2 separate regions of the Mus musculus genome follow, and region 2 is linked to region 1. Evidence: chromatin contacts called from public HiChIP or PLAC-seq data. All regions are on one chromosome and are shown on one strand. The core of a region is the stretch at or near the end of the contact, and the rest is flanking DNA. Distances in the headings are between cores, read along the strand shown. Region 1 holds the start of Cgas (cyclic GMP-AMP synthase). Region 2 has its middle 22 kb from the start of Eef1a1.

The links. HiChIP or PLAC-seq counts read pairs in DNA pulled down with a chosen protein or histone mark.
Region 2: a contact with region 1 is called in an H3K27ac HiChIP or PLAC-seq map of embryonic stem cells, with 13 read pairs. The contact joins the enhancer-like site here to the promoter of Cgas in region 1. A contact is called at or near these places in 1 of 39 promoter capture datasets (second pharyngeal arch cranial neural crest), 1 of 484 Hi-C or Micro-C datasets (embryonic stem cells), 6 of 115 datasets of contacts at active chromatin or transcription factors (the SCID.adh cell line, bone marrow-derived macrophages, embryonic stem cells and 1 more) and 3 of 9 other capture datasets (adipose tissue, liver and pancreatic islet).

Annotation. Positions count from the first base shown.
Region 1 is chr9:78,441,738-78,444,619 of GRCm38.p6, forward strand. It overlaps Cgas (cyclic GMP-AMP synthase), which reads right to left and starts at 1,500. Exons shown (of 5, transcript NM_173386.5): 1 at 727-1,500. The coding sequence starts at 1,341. It also overlaps a transcript of Mto1 not described here.
Region 2 is chr9:78,502,090-78,504,971 of GRCm38.p6, forward strand. No RefSeq gene overlaps it. Among named protein-coding and RNA genes, the nearest start is that of Eef1a1, 22 kb to the left of the region's middle. Within about 2 kb of position 1,367, at least 124 of the 459 cell types and tissues checked have an H3K27ac peak or open chromatin away from gene starts, as enhancers often do. A contact at or near this core is called in embryonic stem cells and trophoblast stem cells, where this site is marked.

The sequences.
Region 1 (2,882 bases), core at 250-2,749:
CTCTCCCTTTCTCCCCTCTTCTCTCTTCTCTCTCTTCCTCCTTCTCTACCCAACTCTGCCTCTCTGTATGTTCTCTCTCCCTGCGTGGGCACACTCTTTCTCTCTCTCTCTCTTCCCTCTTCCCTCTGTCTCCCTCCCCACAGTGACTACCCTGGCCTTTTTCTTAGGACCAGTGAACCTGCCCAAGAGCAGCTTTCTAATAAACCTGCCTTAATATATTTTAATTTGGCTTGAATTGGCTCATTTCACTAGCAGAGAATAGCTATCACCATCATCTTCAGGAACTCAGCCGGGCCTACTCTCCGAAGAGCATTAGAGGTAGGCTTGTAGATGACGTTCGCTCATAGGGGGTGCGACAATGTCAACGGACCCTCACTTGAGTACCCAGCCACCTCTCCCAATTAGTTGTATACAATTCTGCCCTAATTGCAGGCGGTCCCAAAGTCTCAGGGATGGACTAGATTCAATCTAGAGGCTATAGTTGGGGAAGGATTAATAAAGATGACTCCCCTGCGACTACTTTAAGGTCACCTGTCCCATCCCTCCAAAGCAAACTAACTAGCTATCAATATTGCTTGCTGTGAGCTAACTGGATGAATTAAAAAAAAAAAAAAAAGACTGGGGTGTTCCAAGGGAGGGGGGCCCTAAGAGTGTGGGACCCCCAAACAGCTGAGGAGGCAAGTGAGGAGTGGGGCCGGAGCCCCTCCAGCAGGTCTTGACGCTCACCTTCACATGTTCATAGTAGCTGCCAGTGTTCAGCTGCTCCACACCTTTGAACTCCGACTCCCGTTTCTGCATTCTGCGCAGCAGGCGTTCCACAACTTTATTCACCGTCTCGGCCGCCTCCGAGATATCTTTGCGTTTCAATCTCAATTTGTCCAGCACCTTCTTTAGCTTGTCCGGTTCCTTCCTGGACCCTCGCGGCGCTCTGGGCTGCCCGGTGGAGCGCGCGCCCCTTCTGTGGCTAGGTCCCCTTACGACTTTCCGCGCCTCGGGATCCGCGGGCGGCTGGGGCTCCCGTACGGCGGGCAGCTCCGGATCCAGGATGGCCTGCTGCTGGGGCACCCGGACGGCAGGCCGCGCGGTGGCTCCTGCCGCGTCCATGGCCGAGGGCTGTGCATCTTTGGTGAGCTCAGTGGCCCTTGCTGGATGCACTCGGGGCCCTGGGGCACGTGGCTTCTCCGTGGTGTCCCCGTCACGCTCCGCCCGCCGCGATCGAGCCCCCCTTTGCGGGCCGCAGCTTTCCGCGTGGGCCCTGGTCCTGCTGGGCTGCGTCGGGGCGCGCTTCGCGGACGGCTTCTTAGCGCGTGGCGCCGTCGTCCTTCTACGCGGATCTTCCATATCTGCCGCTCTTCGGTCCGGGAAAGAATAAATCGACTTCGAAGAAAGGCCGCGAAAAGGGGAACTCTCAGTGGCCGCTGGAAATGAAACTTAAATATATGGCGGGAACGTAGCCGGTCAGTATCCGCCGCGAGCAGGCGCAGGAGCACGCGTGAAGTCAGCGCCAGGAAGAGGCGGTCCAAGAGATGCGAACTTTTTCACCAGTGGGGACCAGCAGAGCCACTAGCTGGGGAACCACCCACTGAGCCACTGGCCGGGAAACCTCTCCTTTACCGCACAGACGCGGAAACCACTGACAGCTCAGATGGCTAGATTTGCCGCCTACCACCAAGATGTGTTTCAGGACACTACTGTCTCTCGTACATTTGTAGTTGATAAACAACTTTTTTATGTAAACTTTTTTGTTGTTTTTTGTTTTTTTTGTTTTTCGAGACAGGGTTTCTCTGTGTAGCCCTGGCTGTCCTGGGACTCACTGTAAACCAGGCTGGCGTCGAACTCAGAAATCCGCCTGCCTCTGCCTCCCAAGTGCTGGGATTAAAGGCGTGCGTCACCTCGCCCGGTTTATGTAAACTTTAAATCAAAATTTACTGTTCTTGTTAATGAGAAATAGAAACTCACTGAACCTTTTCAAGTTAGATTTAACTGCTTGGAATTAGTATTTCAACTTATCTTTCTAAAAAGCACACCGACTCTTAAAGAACATATTCAAAGTGCCTGTGTGAGTTTCATGAGCAGCACGGTGTAAGCCATCCTGATTTGGCTGCTGAGATTCCGTAGTCCTTTAATGCAGACTTTCAGAAAGCGATTTCTAAAGTCGGTCTCGTCAACAGTGGCTGCTTCTTTTAAAGTTGTTCTTGGCGGAACTCATTTTGCCTTCCACTGTGCTAACAAAAACAAAAACCTGTCTTCTGAAGATTTACATGGCTCAGAACAACACTTAGTTTTCAACTAACATCAGAATGTTATAATAATAACATTACTATATTCCACACCTTATTATGCAATCCTGTGTGTCCCTTAAAATAAAGCTCAAAAATTGCTGCTCTGTGTAACTTTTTGTAAAGTGTGTGTGTGTGTGTGTGAGTGTGTGTGTGTGTGTGTGTGTGTGTGTGTGTGCGCGCGCGCACGCGCGCGCGTGTGTATGTACCATATATTATGAGATACATGTAGCCTGAATAAAAAGACACCGATCAGTGTGCTGCCATCCTATTGACCCTGCAACTCTCTTCCCTCCTTCCTGTCAATGCCTGTACATGAGTTTTCAAAATGGGAACTTGTCTAACAAGCATTCGCTTTTGAATGGCAAGTAGACACACCTGGGAATGGAAACGCTGCCTACTTTGCAGAAATACACTTGAGCAGGAGACCTCTCTGTGAGGTCTTGCCAGTAGAGTGGCATTCTCCATTATTAGTCTCAGCACTAGGGAAGCAGAGGCAGTAAGCTGGAGATCTACAGAGCTAGTTCTAAAACAGTCAGGGCTATACATCGAAACCCTATCTGGAGGAAAAGAAGAAGAGAAGGGAGGGAGAGGAGGAGGAGG
Region 2 (2,882 bases), core at 117-2,616, 60 kb after region 1:
TCACAGGGTCATGCAGAAGAAGGGCAGAAAGATTATAAGAGCCAGAGAAACAGGGCTTCATACTGAGATCCTGTCTCAAACAAAAAAAAGGAAAATAAAGTTTCCGTCTCTGTCTCTCTCTTTGTGTGTGTGTGTGTGTTTTGAGACAAGGTCTCTCTATGTATTCCTGGCTGTCCTGGCTGGTTTTGAACTCTCAGAGACCCTCCTTCCTATGCCTCCCGTGCTGAGATTTAAGGGATGCACCCCATGCCTGGCTGAGAAGTTCATTTTCTTGGGGTCCATTGTTGTTAAAACAGTAGCCAAAGACACTGGTACAAGGGGCATTTTATTTTTTAAATTGGATTTATTTTAAGTCTGTATCTGTGTGTATGCCTGGTAGTCAGTGGTATGTAGACATGACTCCAAGTGTTTCCAGAGGCCAGAAACAGGATCTCTTGGAGCTGGAATTACAGGTGATTGTAAGTCTCCTGCTGTGGATGCCAGGAGTTGAACTCTGGTCCTCTGGAAGAATTTGAGATCAGTCTTGCTTGGCTACACATGGTGCAAGACCTTGTTTCAAGGAAAAAAAAAAGTTTAAAAAGCCGTAAATTTCTTCTTTGGGAATTTCCTACTTGCATACAATGTATTATGCCCATATCCACCCACACTGCCCCTCCAACTCCTCCCGGGCTCCCCACAATGTCTCTCTCCCAACTTCATGCCCAGTATGATAATTTATTTCCTATGTCGAATGGCTCACAGCTGTCTGTAACTCCAGCTCTGGGGAATCCTATGCCTCTGGGTTCCAAGGGCACTTTTTTTAAAAAAAATTCAATCAGTCAATAAGCCCAATAGAATCCATAATGTAAATACAGCTCTCTCTCCGCCCCCCCCCCCCCCCCCGAAAAGCAGAAGGAATGAGAGAATAATAGTTTCCCCCTTCCTGCTATGTCCTTTGTGCCTGCCGATTATCGGATGCACCAATTATTATGGAAACCTGACCTCACCTCTAACAGCCTCAGTCCGGATTATTTTGAAGCACATACTGGAACTGGATGTAATAGGTTCATATCTTGTTTCAAAATCAAAAGAAGCACAAAGGCTTCAATGAGTGCAGGAAGATTTACTGCCATGGGTGAGGATCGCACAGGAGTTATTCCCAAAGCAGTGTCCTCCCCTAACAGAGAACTGCAGGGATTTTTATCCTACTCAGGGAGAAAAGCCCTCTTTCCTAGACTGGGATCAGTCCTGAGCATGCCCAGTTGAAGATCCTAATCTAGGAAGAAAAGGCAACAGACACGTGTTTTTGTGAATGCTTAGCTTGCATCCTGGGTCCCATGTCTGAAAGGTTAAACTGTAGGACAGGAACACCTCAGCTTGTCTGGGCATGCTCAGCTTGCATCATCCTCCTTTAGCTGAGAATAAAGGGAAAGACACATTGCAGAGGGATTCTTCTGTGTTTGCCCCTAAAAAATGACGGCCTTCCTTACTGGCTCACTGTGGCAGGAATAATGTGGGGAGTGCAGTCATCGCCAGGCTTCAAAGGATGCACAGGCACTCTGTGACAGAGAGCCTGGCAAGGAGACTCTGCGGGACAGCTTGGATTCCAGCAGGACAGCAGGTCTGGACCTTTGACTTCAGGAATTTTGTAGGTATTTGTGAGAAATAAGATTGGAAGCTGAGTTAAGCCATAGCTAGCCTGCCCCTTCCTTCTTCCCCCACCCTCCTCCCTCTCCCTCCCCCCTCTCCCTCCTTCCTATCCTCTTCCCTTCCCCTTCCCCCTCCCCCACTTCCTCCTCTCCATCCTCTTCCCTTCCCCCTCTCCCTTCTCCCTTCCTTTGTCTCCATACAGGAGATTAAACAGAGGGCTTCATTCATTCTAGAATCTCATTAATTCAGCCACGTTGCCCTGGAACTTGCTCGGTAGACCCAGCTGAGATTACAGATTACAGACCTGTGCACTGGGTCTGGCTCATCCTTTTTTTTTGTTTTTGTTTTTTTTTTTAAAGATTTATTTTATGTATGTGAGTACACTGTAGTTGTGTTCAGACACAACAAAAGAGGGCATCGGATCCCATTACAGATGGTTGTGAGCCACCATGTGGTTGCTGGGAATTGAACTCAGGACCCCTGGAAGAGCAGCCAGAGCTCTTAACTGCTGAGCCATCTCTCCAGCCCCCACATGCTTGTTTTTATTGTGAGGTTTTTTGGTGTGCTGTGTTGTGTTTGTTTGTTTGTTTTGAGACAAGAGCTCTTTGTGTATCCACGATCCATGGCTGGTGGGGAGCTCCCCTTTTAGAGTAGACTGGTCTTGAACTCACAGAGAGAGATGCAGTTGCCTCTGCCTTCTGAGTGCTGTGACTAAAAGGTGTGAGGCCCTAAGCCTGGCCTTTTAGCTCCTCCCGTGGCTGCTTGGTCTTTGTCCATCATGAGTCCCTGTGGCCCTTGCGGGAGAACAGTGCTGTTATATAGATACTATAGGGGCTGCTGATTCCCTCTGAGTGACTTCACAGGATAGACTAAAAGTCAGGATGGAGTCACTCACAAAAGCTTCCAAGTTTCACAACCAAAACTGAGCTGTTTATATGATTTTTGTAAAATCAGGAAACCAGGATGAAAGGCATAATAGTCTGGCCAGGCATGGTGGTACATGCCTGTAATCTCAGCACTTAGAAGGTGGAAAAGGTGTAAGGGACACAGGGTAGGGAGAGTATGGAGTAAAAACTGTGTCTTCTGGACACGATAAGACCACTGGGCCCATCTGCTCACAGCAACTGTGGTGCCTGCACACAAGACCAAGATAGTGAACATTCCAGCATGGGAAAGAGGCGGCTCATGAGCTCCACCCCTAACTGAGCAGCTAGTTCATGGATCCGGAAGGAGGAAGAGCCTTTACTTTAAGT